Linked DNA regions of Mus musculus: region 2 is linked to region 1. Evidence: chromatin contacts called from public HiChIP or PLAC-seq data. All regions are on one chromosome and are shown on one strand. Each heading gives the region's core, a stretch centred on a gene start, on an enhancer-like site or on the middle of the called end of the contact. The rest is flanking DNA. Distances are from core to core; before and after follow the strand shown. Region 1 holds the start of Uchl3 (ubiquitin carboxyl-terminal esterase L3 (ubiquitin thiolesterase)). Region 2 overlaps Lmo7 (LIM domain only 7).

Region 1 (4,676 bases), core at 1,558-4,057:
CCCGCCCCTGGCATAATGAATCTTACCTGCTGCTCAAGCTGGTTTCAGATTTGCCATGCTCTTGCTTTAGCATCAAAGTTGCTGGTTACAGGTGCAAGGAACTGCGCCCAAGCTATATTTAATCAATTCTTAAAAGTTTTTTTTTAAGTTCTACATTTAAAAAATCTCAAAAAAAAAGTCCCTGCTCATAAGATATACTGATGGCTCCCTATGTGGCATTGTGACTCAGTTCTTTTTCCAGAAGCAAGCATGAACTCGTTCATAGCTCTTTAAAATTACTCCTGAGTTATGAGTATCACAGCCTCTGCAGGTATTGTGTTTAATTGCCACTTAACATGTCTTTTAAAAGGTTATGTTGTGACTTGGCATAACAAAAGATTGGTGTTGGTGGAAACAGTCTGAAGAGTGAATTTTAGGCTAATATAGATTACTAAGAAAATGAACCTCTCTCTCCCTGTCCTTTCTTCCCCTCTCACCTCTCTAGTCTGTCTTTTTCTCTCATTTTTCCTCTCTTCTGTCTTTTTCTCTCTTTGATCGTTTCTCACTACATAGCTAAGATGAACTTGGAGCTCACTCTGCAGCTCCAACTGGCCCTAAGTTCCCAATCCTCACCGTGATTCTCCTACCTTGACTTCTCAAGTGCTGGTGTTAGAGGCATGCACTATCATTACACATGGAAACTCATTTCAGGGGTGGAAAAGGTCCCTGCATGACTGTGATTGGCTGCAAAAATACAGCAATGCTGTATTTACAACATTCATGTTGAATTTACAAAGAGATCTTAGCAAGAAGAAAACCCCAGAATCAATAAATAAAGCATATTATAGAACTTTGTCCCCTAGGAGATAAAAACAAACAAACAAACAAACAAACAACCCAAAGCTATATGGCAAAGGGACATTCAAACGATGGAGGCGATGACACTGAATTTTGAGCCCCATTTTACATTTAATGAGTCAAAATCTGTGCTTCAGATTCAGGCATCATTCATAGGTATGGTCCAGTCTGAGGATTAAGGCTCTTTGTACTATGTAGGGACATCCATGCCAATGTGAGAGTTAACCTAATAGACTAGAAGTAAGGAGATTGGACGTCTGATATGTTTGCAAGGGTTTGGGGGGATCCGCAGTTCTGTGGGGTACTAGGACCACTTCTCTATGGCAAAAGACACATTATTGCTACCATCCATGTTTGGTGAAGACTTTCCAGTGTGGATGCTTTGGGGTCTCCTATGCGTTTTGCCAACAATTCATTCTCCACGGTGTGTTAGCTAAGCCTGGTTTTCTCACTGGTGTCTCAAGGTAAACTTTAGTAGGATTGTATTTTGGTTTGCTGTTGAGTTATGAGGAAGCAGACATGGTATGTCTAACAGGGAAGAAATTCTCGTGATAGAGGGATAAGGATGTTGTGTGGCGTATTGGCCAAGCACTAAGAGGAGAAACAAAATGCAGAACTGCAGGAGTCTGGAGAAAAGCGGCTGTCTGAAAATTCCCCTGGCACCCCAAACAGCCCCAGTAGAGACTGAGACTATAGCAAGCACCACAAGAGATCAGGCAACTGCAGCTAACCGATCATGAGCCCAGCATTGCCAGATTTACCAAGTCATGAGGTTGGACAGATATGGCATCAAGCCATCAGACAAATAGGGAGGAGTCAAGGGATTACAAGAGTCACCGGGTTATAAAAATAATAGCCAGAGCATGCGTGGGAGAGTTGGAAATTTCCCAAGAAGGACAAATTCAGCATAATAATATTTTTCTCACTTCTTAACTAACCTTTCCCTGAAATCCTTCTCTTCGATACAGAATAGTAATATATATCAGATCAAATTTCTGGAGTCCTGCCATGACTCTTGGTTCCTACATATCAAAAGGATTGCTCCTTGAAATATCTTCTGCTTCTCTGTCTTCATAAATGTTACCTTGTGTCAACTTTCCTGTTTTTGCATTTCCCCACATAACTGACAGATGGTATTTCTGCATACATGATTATTCCACTTCTCTCTCCTTTGTGACACTGAGATTGGGCCCAGGGCCTCAAGCATGCTAGACAAGTGCTCTACCATTTCTCAAATAGCCCTTGAGAAATCTCCTATGTACTAGCCATTGAGTTAAACCCTGAAAAACAAACAAACAAACAAACAAACAAACAAAATCATTACATTTGTCATCCTGAAATTTAGTGGGATGGCGAATGGATTTCAAAATGCTGTTTAAAGTCCTTCAGTTTGTACCAAACAGTACATTGCCTGATTTCCTCTTTGTAGTGGCTCCATATTGTTTCTCAAGCAGAACTGAGTATCTATCTACCTATCACCTATATCCACCATTTACCTATTACCTGTATCTCGGGCAGTGCAATAACAGATAAGGCCAACATATCATTCCAGTATCCTCACAAAGGAGCAGGAAGACCATGATTCCAAGGAGTCAACCCCTCTGGCTTGGCTGCCTTAAGGCTAGCAAACCGGTCCCACTCTCACAGAGTAGGAATCCATGACGCGCCCCCTAGAGCTTCTGGTTGGCATTGCAAGAAGGTGAGGTTGCCTGCGAGCACGCGGCCCGGTGGCGCATGCGTAGAACTCGGGAGCTCGCTCGGGGGAAGGGAGAGTCCAAGTGTGAGGGGAGTTCACCGTTGATCAAAGCTTCTTTTTCTCATGAACTAGGACATGGCTCAGGCTTATCAGTTTAATTTGCCTTTTAACTTCATTAGTAACTCCAGGGCTGAGTCTCCGTAGGGAGAGATCAAGCGTCTTGGGGGTCGTGGAAGTCCATTCGTTGGTTTCCCCCTCGGGGCGGCGTTTGGATGGTGCCGGCCGGAGCGCGCGGGGGCGGAAGCGGCGGCGGCGGCGGCTGCGGCGGTGGTGGCGGCTGTCAGAGCTGGAGAGCGGCCGGCGGAGCAGTCATGGAGGGTCAACGCTGGCTGCCGCTGGAGGCCAACCCTGAGGTGAGCGCGGCCGGGTTCCGCAGCCAGGGCCTGAGCGGGTCGGGAGGCCGGCGCCAGCCCGCATGCGCGCGTCGCTAAACCCTCTTCTGTGTCTCGTTTCAGGTCACCAACCAGGTGAGTGCGGTCGGTGCCTGTCACCCCGGACCCCGGAGTCCTTCCCGCCTTCCCCGCCAGCCTCCCCGCTGGCCTTCACCTCTGCATCCCCAAGGATCCAGGGATCTCATCCCGGGCGGGCAGGCGGCCCCAGGCTGCGGCTGTGGGCGGCTCCGCCCCTCTCGGGCCACCACCTGGCTCGGGGAGATGCCGGTGCAGCGAGCGTCCTCTGTCCCTCCGTCGGACCCCGCGTCGCCGGCGCTGCCTGGGGCACCCGGGGTCTGAGGTTTGGTAGCCCCTCGCCTGGTATCCCCACCCCGTGCCTTTCCCCATCTTGGTTCGTCTCCTTGCCGTTGCGGGTTCCATCCTGTTCCTTGACCCTGTCCCTTCTAAGGTGACTAATTTGCCAACACTTCCTGACTCCCGGCTTTGTAAACTTGCCCACCCAGTTCTGGTAATTCCATCCACCTCCTGTACAATGAAATCACCTTTCAGTCATCTCTTGCCCCATCGAGGTCCTTCTCTTCCCTGCCACGCCCCCTTTCTCTCCCCGTCTTTCGAAGGTGGACCTGGTCCTTGCCTCCTGTACCACACAAAGCCCGGTTTAATGGTTGTCCTGCAATGCGTAGCCACCTGCTACTCTTAAAAGGGAGTTTGTTTTGGATACTGAAGGTTGGGGCTTGGGATGCCTTTCAGACCCCAAATTAGGTGGTGGAATGCATATATATATATATATATATTTGCACAGATATGTATTAATTAGCCTTTTTTTCTGCTCTCAGATTTAGTTCACCTTTAACAGTTCTCTTAGTTTGTTATATAGTTTTCTTCCTTTTCTTCCATCTTTCTTCTCATAACCGAAGGATAAAGATCTATTATCAACGTTTAAAAATGCTTTTTTGAGACCAGACATCGTGGTACATGTCTGCCAGTATCAGCGTGTGGGAGGCTGAGGTAAAGAGGATTTTGAGTTCCAGCCCAGCCTGAATTGAAATGCTGCCTAAAAACCTGCTCCCTTCCTCCAATTATTATTATTATTATTGTTATTTTTAACGGTTTTTTTAAAAGCATTTTAGCAAATTCTTTGTATAAAACACACAGGCTTTATGTTAGAGGTGACATCCTTTGTCTTTTGGAATTTTTGAAAGTGTTTTCATTTATTTTGTTTCATTTATTGTTTCATTGATTTCGGGTGGAGGTCAGAGGACAACTTTCTAGATTCAGTTCTCTCAGTCCCTCAGGTGGGTCCTTGGGATTAAACACAGGTCTTCTGTATTTGCTGGTGGGAGGAGCCTTGACTCACTGGCCTGACTCCCTGTAGCTTATGTGGGTTTGTTATATATTTTTGTTAGCATCAGTTCCTATCTTCTTAGTAAGGTGAACTGTGTAAAGTTTAAAAGCCAGCACTTCCCCGTTGCCTTGCTGTTCACAGCACCCTTTCTGGAAGAGGCCAAATTCCTTTTGTTCTTGACTTTGAAATTTGCTCATCTCTTTCCCTAGTGCATTTTATTTTGTCAAGAGAAAAATCTCAAAGAATTTCCAACTTCTGTGCATAAGAAGAAGTGTGTATTTGAGCTGTAAAGCAAAGTGATTTTTACACTTTAGCGATAGCAATTTACTATATATGTGATAGCTTT
Region 2 (4,676 bases), core at 1,357-3,856, 130 kb after region 1:
CGTTCTTCTGTGCTCTAGTTGGCTGTAGTCATATCCTAGAGAGTCTTTCCCATCATTAAATGATTGCGTTGTCCCCTAGCTTGACTCAACAGCTTCGTCTTCACAGTACTCAGCTCCTCTCTACTGTCTTCCTTCCGCTCCGTGCCGTGGTTTGCCCAAGCCAGGAGTCTTCATGAGACCATTCTCAGATGGATTTTTTTGTCCTCTTACGTCACTTTGGGAAATCTCCAAGTGTTTTTGATATTATTTGTGTCTTTGTAGGTTATTAATTCAAACATTTTTTTAATTTATTATTTTTGACACTTTATTATGTGTATGTGATGTTTTCTGCACTTTCATCCTGCATCTCCCCCACCCCCCAACCCTTCCCTCCAACAATGCCCCTGACCCTTAGTGAGGGGTTGAGCCTCATGCACCTCTCCTTCATGTATGCTGAAATGGTGATGGGCCAGTCTTGCTCAGGTCTCCTGCAGGAAACCACAGCTGCAGTGTGTTCGGGAGGGCAGTGGTCACATCGTTTGTGTCCAGAAACCACTGCTTTGTAGCACTCACCTTCAACCTCTATCTTCAGTTTTGTTTTGGGGAACAAGGCTAGCTTAGAAGTCATTGTCCCCAGCTTCCCGAGTGCTTGGATTACAGGTAGGTGCAACCATGCTTGGCTTAGACTAGGTCTTGAATGATCTCAGAAGCCCGTGTGTTAAAGATGTGCTCACCAGAGTCCTGGTGTTTGGAGAGGTCATTGGAGGTATGTTTTAGAGAGTCATTTTGGCATACTGACTCCTTCTTTTACGTTCTTTGCTTCGTGACTGTGAGGAGAGTAATTTGACATTACTATAGGCTCCTTCCTTGTTCTGCCTTGGCACACCCCAAACAACTGGGGCTCATGGGTAATGGACAAGACCATCTACAAATGGAAGCCAAAGTGAGCCTTCCCTCATTATACGTTAATCATCTATCGCTAGGATTTCACTATGGTGATGGAGCATTGATGACCATCTTGTTTGGTTTATAGAAGTTAGAGTCCACAGGTTGCAGTGTATATTCTTGTAGAAATCTCTCTGCCCATCGTGAGGATTGCCAGTGGGTTGTTTTTGTTTAGTTCTTCTCATCATGGTGGTGAGCAGTCGGGATCATTTAGTGAATGTAGTTATAATGGTGGGTCAGGTGCATGCTTAGCCTTATTATTATTATTATTATTATTATTATTATTGTATTGGAATTAGTACAGCGCACCTTAGGGTCCAACAGCATAATATTCATATTCATTATATAAACTATTATGGTTCTCATCTCTTACTGGTTTTGACTCCACAGCTTTTCAGACTTGCCGTATTGTACAAATACAGGCGAGTAAATAATGAAGGGCACTATGAGGCTTTGTGCAGCCCTGACATTTGTTCTATTTTTAGGCTATTTCTGGACTCCGGGCTTTCATCATGCCGCTATTAGGAAATTCATCAAACTTTCATATTGCCTGCGCTGGGCTCCATTGTCTGTGGCTGCCATCTGCTCCGCTCGGGGCGGCCTGATGATTATTTCATGTGCTCCTGCAACCCTCCTGTCTTCGCTGCTCTTCAGCCTCTTCAGCTTTTTCGTTCTTTGCCTCTGTTCTCTGTTCCTGGGTGTAGGAGAATTGTCACTTTTCTGAGGAGGAGGGAAACTTTAGTGAACATTGCTGTAGGTCTTTGCTCTCTCTCTGACTATTGCCAGGTTTTCCCTTGTCTCCGTCTCTCTTTTGCCTGAGCCAAATTCAAATTTTTAAGGACTTAAAAGATTTAAAAATGAATCACAATCACTTGTTGCACATGTACTGTGGTGCGTGAAGATCACCTGACACCTCATGGTGATTCCTGACTTCAGTAAACTTTTGGTCTAGGACAGAAAAGAGTGGCCTTAAGAATGATGAATTAAAGCTATTGTAATTCCCGGGTTGCTGGCTTAGTAACTCAGAGTCTCAGAAGGTGCTGGGAGGAAAGGGTTGACTCAGGAACATTGGTCTTTGTGGAGGCCGTGGAGAGAGGCCGTTTGAACTGTGGAAATGGACTAAGGAAAGCACTGAGCCTTTAGGAAGGTCAGAGTTTATGGGTCGATGTGACTTTGGGAAAGCCAAAGCAAGATGGCTATTTTTAAGGAGTACAAAGTAGAGTTTTGAAAAGTATTCAAGAGACAAAAGATTAAGGCCGAGCCATGCTTCCACCCTTCCATCCATCCATTCATCCATCCATCCATCCATCCATCCATCCATCCATCCATCCATCCATCGATTGGAGGAGCCTGTGTTCATATCTGTGCCAGGTGCAGAACCTGAGTGGGTGGGGCATGTGGCCGCGGAGCAGCGAGGAAGGGCAGAGCCTCTGAGGCTTGAGTTTAAGCAATGCAGAAAATGTAAATCCTAGGATTTCAACAGAAAGTGAGGTGTGCATGGCTCTCTGAGGACTGTTCACCCAATCGGGTTGGAGACGAGGAGTGAGGCAAGATTCTTCTAGATGACATACTCAGCTGGGAGAGTAAAGTTGAGGCAGAAGGATCCAAGGACAGGCCAGAGCTAGATGACTAACACCATTTGCCTCTGTGAGAAACATTTGTAAGGCAGGCGAACCCCGCCCCAGAGTTTGACACAAAGAGTGGTTTACGGCCAGGGTGAAGCAAATCACCCTGTTAGAGCTTTCCTGATTAACCCATGCCCTGCCGCTTCCCATCCAGTCCCACCCTGCCACAGGCCCGCCCAGTTCGGATGCATAGTCAAGCGAGGATCTGAACTGCCTGCCACATGGTAATGCTAGGCCGGGGAAGCAGATCTCTGTGTCCGTGAGCCCCAGGAAAGTCTCCTGTTGGGGGAGGGAAATTGTCAAGAGGACTGAGAAGACTCTCAGAAGTCTTAAGTTTGGCGTCTGAACACTTCTTAAGTCAGGGTTTCTTTCTGTAAAAATGCATATACATTTGTAGTCTTGAGGATTGAAGCCAGGCCTACACCTATACTTGGCTAGTGTTGTGGCATTGAGCTATCTGTCAGGCTTCTCTTAGAACTACGGAGGGTCATAGATCTACAAGTAAACTGATTCTCTACTTTAATATACAAACTTTTACGTACAAAGTGTCAAAATCTATCCGAGTGAACCAACAATGCTCCTGTGGGAACACTCTAGAAGCCTTCGTATACTTAGTAAAGGCTACAGTTTTGCAGTATTATAAAAATATTTCTCACTTTCACCAAATACAACCTTATGTTGTGTTTTAAACCTCACAATGAGCTGTTTTGTTGAAATTCTTTTTAGTAATGTGCCTGGATCCAGTCATTAATATTTAGACTCCTGCAGTACTGAGAACATACCAGACAGTGGCAGCAAAGAACAGAGACGGATTTCAGGCTTTGTTTCGTTTGTCCTCTAAGGAAGAGTACTGTGGAGGTGACAGTTTGGTGCAAATTTGTTCTCTCATAAGGAAGCCCGAAGTACCTGTTTAAAATCAAACACATACCAGAGGAATCCAGGCTTCTTGGCAGGTCCTAAGTCCTTCCCATCCAAACAGTTTGTCTTGTAGTCATATCTCAGTGACACACAGAGTCAGAGGAGAACTTCTAGGCCAGCCCAAGACATTTGAATCAGAATCTTCCAGAGAAAGGCCTACAAACTTGGCTGTGTTTCACTAACTCTGCAGACAGTGAGTCTCTACACTCAGTTAAGAGTTGACAAGTTAGTCCTTCCTATGGAGCATCATGAGTCTATGAGGTGGTGTTCACAAACCAGGCAAGGAGACAAAGGGCATCAGGAACATCCCTCCACACGGCTGTTCATCACTCAGGACCAGGCACTCTTGGTTATGACGTAATGCTGTCCGGATACTGTTCTCCATTTTCAAAGAGAACTTATAGTTCTCAGCATACTGCGTCAGCGTTGCTAAGGGAGGTCACTGGGTTTCCTGAAGAAGGATTCCTAAGGCCATCAGTATTTGGGGAAGAAACCCAATTAATCAATGTCTATGGGTTAAGTATACGGTACATTATATGTCTTAAGTAAGCTCCAAAATGGTGTTTAAAAATTATTCTCTACCTTTTAAACAAATCACCCTAGTAAGTACAAATAAAACTAGTTCTTGGTCAAGGATATTTTAAATTAGTAAGTTAAACTTTTGAGGTGAACTGGAAACGTGATTGAGATCTCCTAAGGCTCAGAAAGAGTCTAAAGGAAAGAGCTTAGCATCTGAGTTGCTTGAGGAAGGGATTTCTTAGTAGTCCTGTAGTTGGAAGTGTGGCTCACTCACAGAAGACAGCTAGTGGAAGTTTGTATACCCAAGAGCTGGGGCCCCATTTGTTATACTTTTAGGTATGTTTTAGATCTCGTGTGTTGAAAACTAACAAAGGAAGTTATGGAAAAGATAATAAATGGACTGCAGAGATCTTAATTCTGTGGAATTGTTACCCACAATGCAAAGGAGACACATCATGACCTTTTTTGTCGGGCTTCTTTCCTTCTGCCTATTTCCAAGAATCATCCATGCTGTATCGTGTATCAGCACTTCAATATTTCACTATATGGTTTTAATTGTAGTCAATTTATTCATTGATTGATTGATAAGCTTTTAGGTGGCACCCACTTCTTTTGCTTAACATGAGCAAGGCTAAATAAATATAAATGTTTGTGTCTGAGATTTCATGTGGAAAAAAGGTTTTCATTTTC

Evidence for each region. HiChIP or PLAC-seq counts read pairs in DNA pulled down with a chosen protein or histone mark.
Region 2: a contact with region 1 is called in an H3K4me3 HiChIP or PLAC-seq map of embryonic stem cells, with 3 times the contacts expected there. The contact joins the enhancer-like site here to the promoter of Uchl3 in region 1. A contact is called at or near these places in 3 of 39 promoter capture datasets (the 3T3-L1 cell line and pre-B cells), 4 of 484 Hi-C or Micro-C datasets (the C2C12 cell line, embryonic fibroblasts and nephron progenitors), 3 of 115 datasets of contacts at active chromatin or transcription factors (embryonic stem cells and pancreatic cancer cells) and 1 of 9 other capture datasets (embryonic stem cells).

What each region holds. Positions count from the first base shown.
Region 1 is chr14:101,651,160-101,655,835 of GRCm38.p6, forward strand. Uchl3 (ubiquitin carboxyl-terminal esterase L3 (ubiquitin thiolesterase)) reads left to right here and starts at 2,808. Exons shown (of 9, transcript NM_016723.2): 1 at 2,808-2,946; 2 at 3,049-3,060. The coding sequence starts at 2,905.
Region 2 is chr14:101,778,770-101,783,445 of GRCm38.p6, forward strand. All of the region lies in intron 1 of Lmo7 (LIM domain only 7), which reads left to right. Among named protein-coding and RNA genes, the nearest start is that of Lmo7, 51 kb to the left of the region's middle. Within about 2 kb of position 2,607, at least 63 of the 459 cell types and tissues checked have an H3K27ac peak or open chromatin away from gene starts, as enhancers often do. A contact at or near this core is called in embryonic stem cells and pancreatic cancer cells, where this site is marked.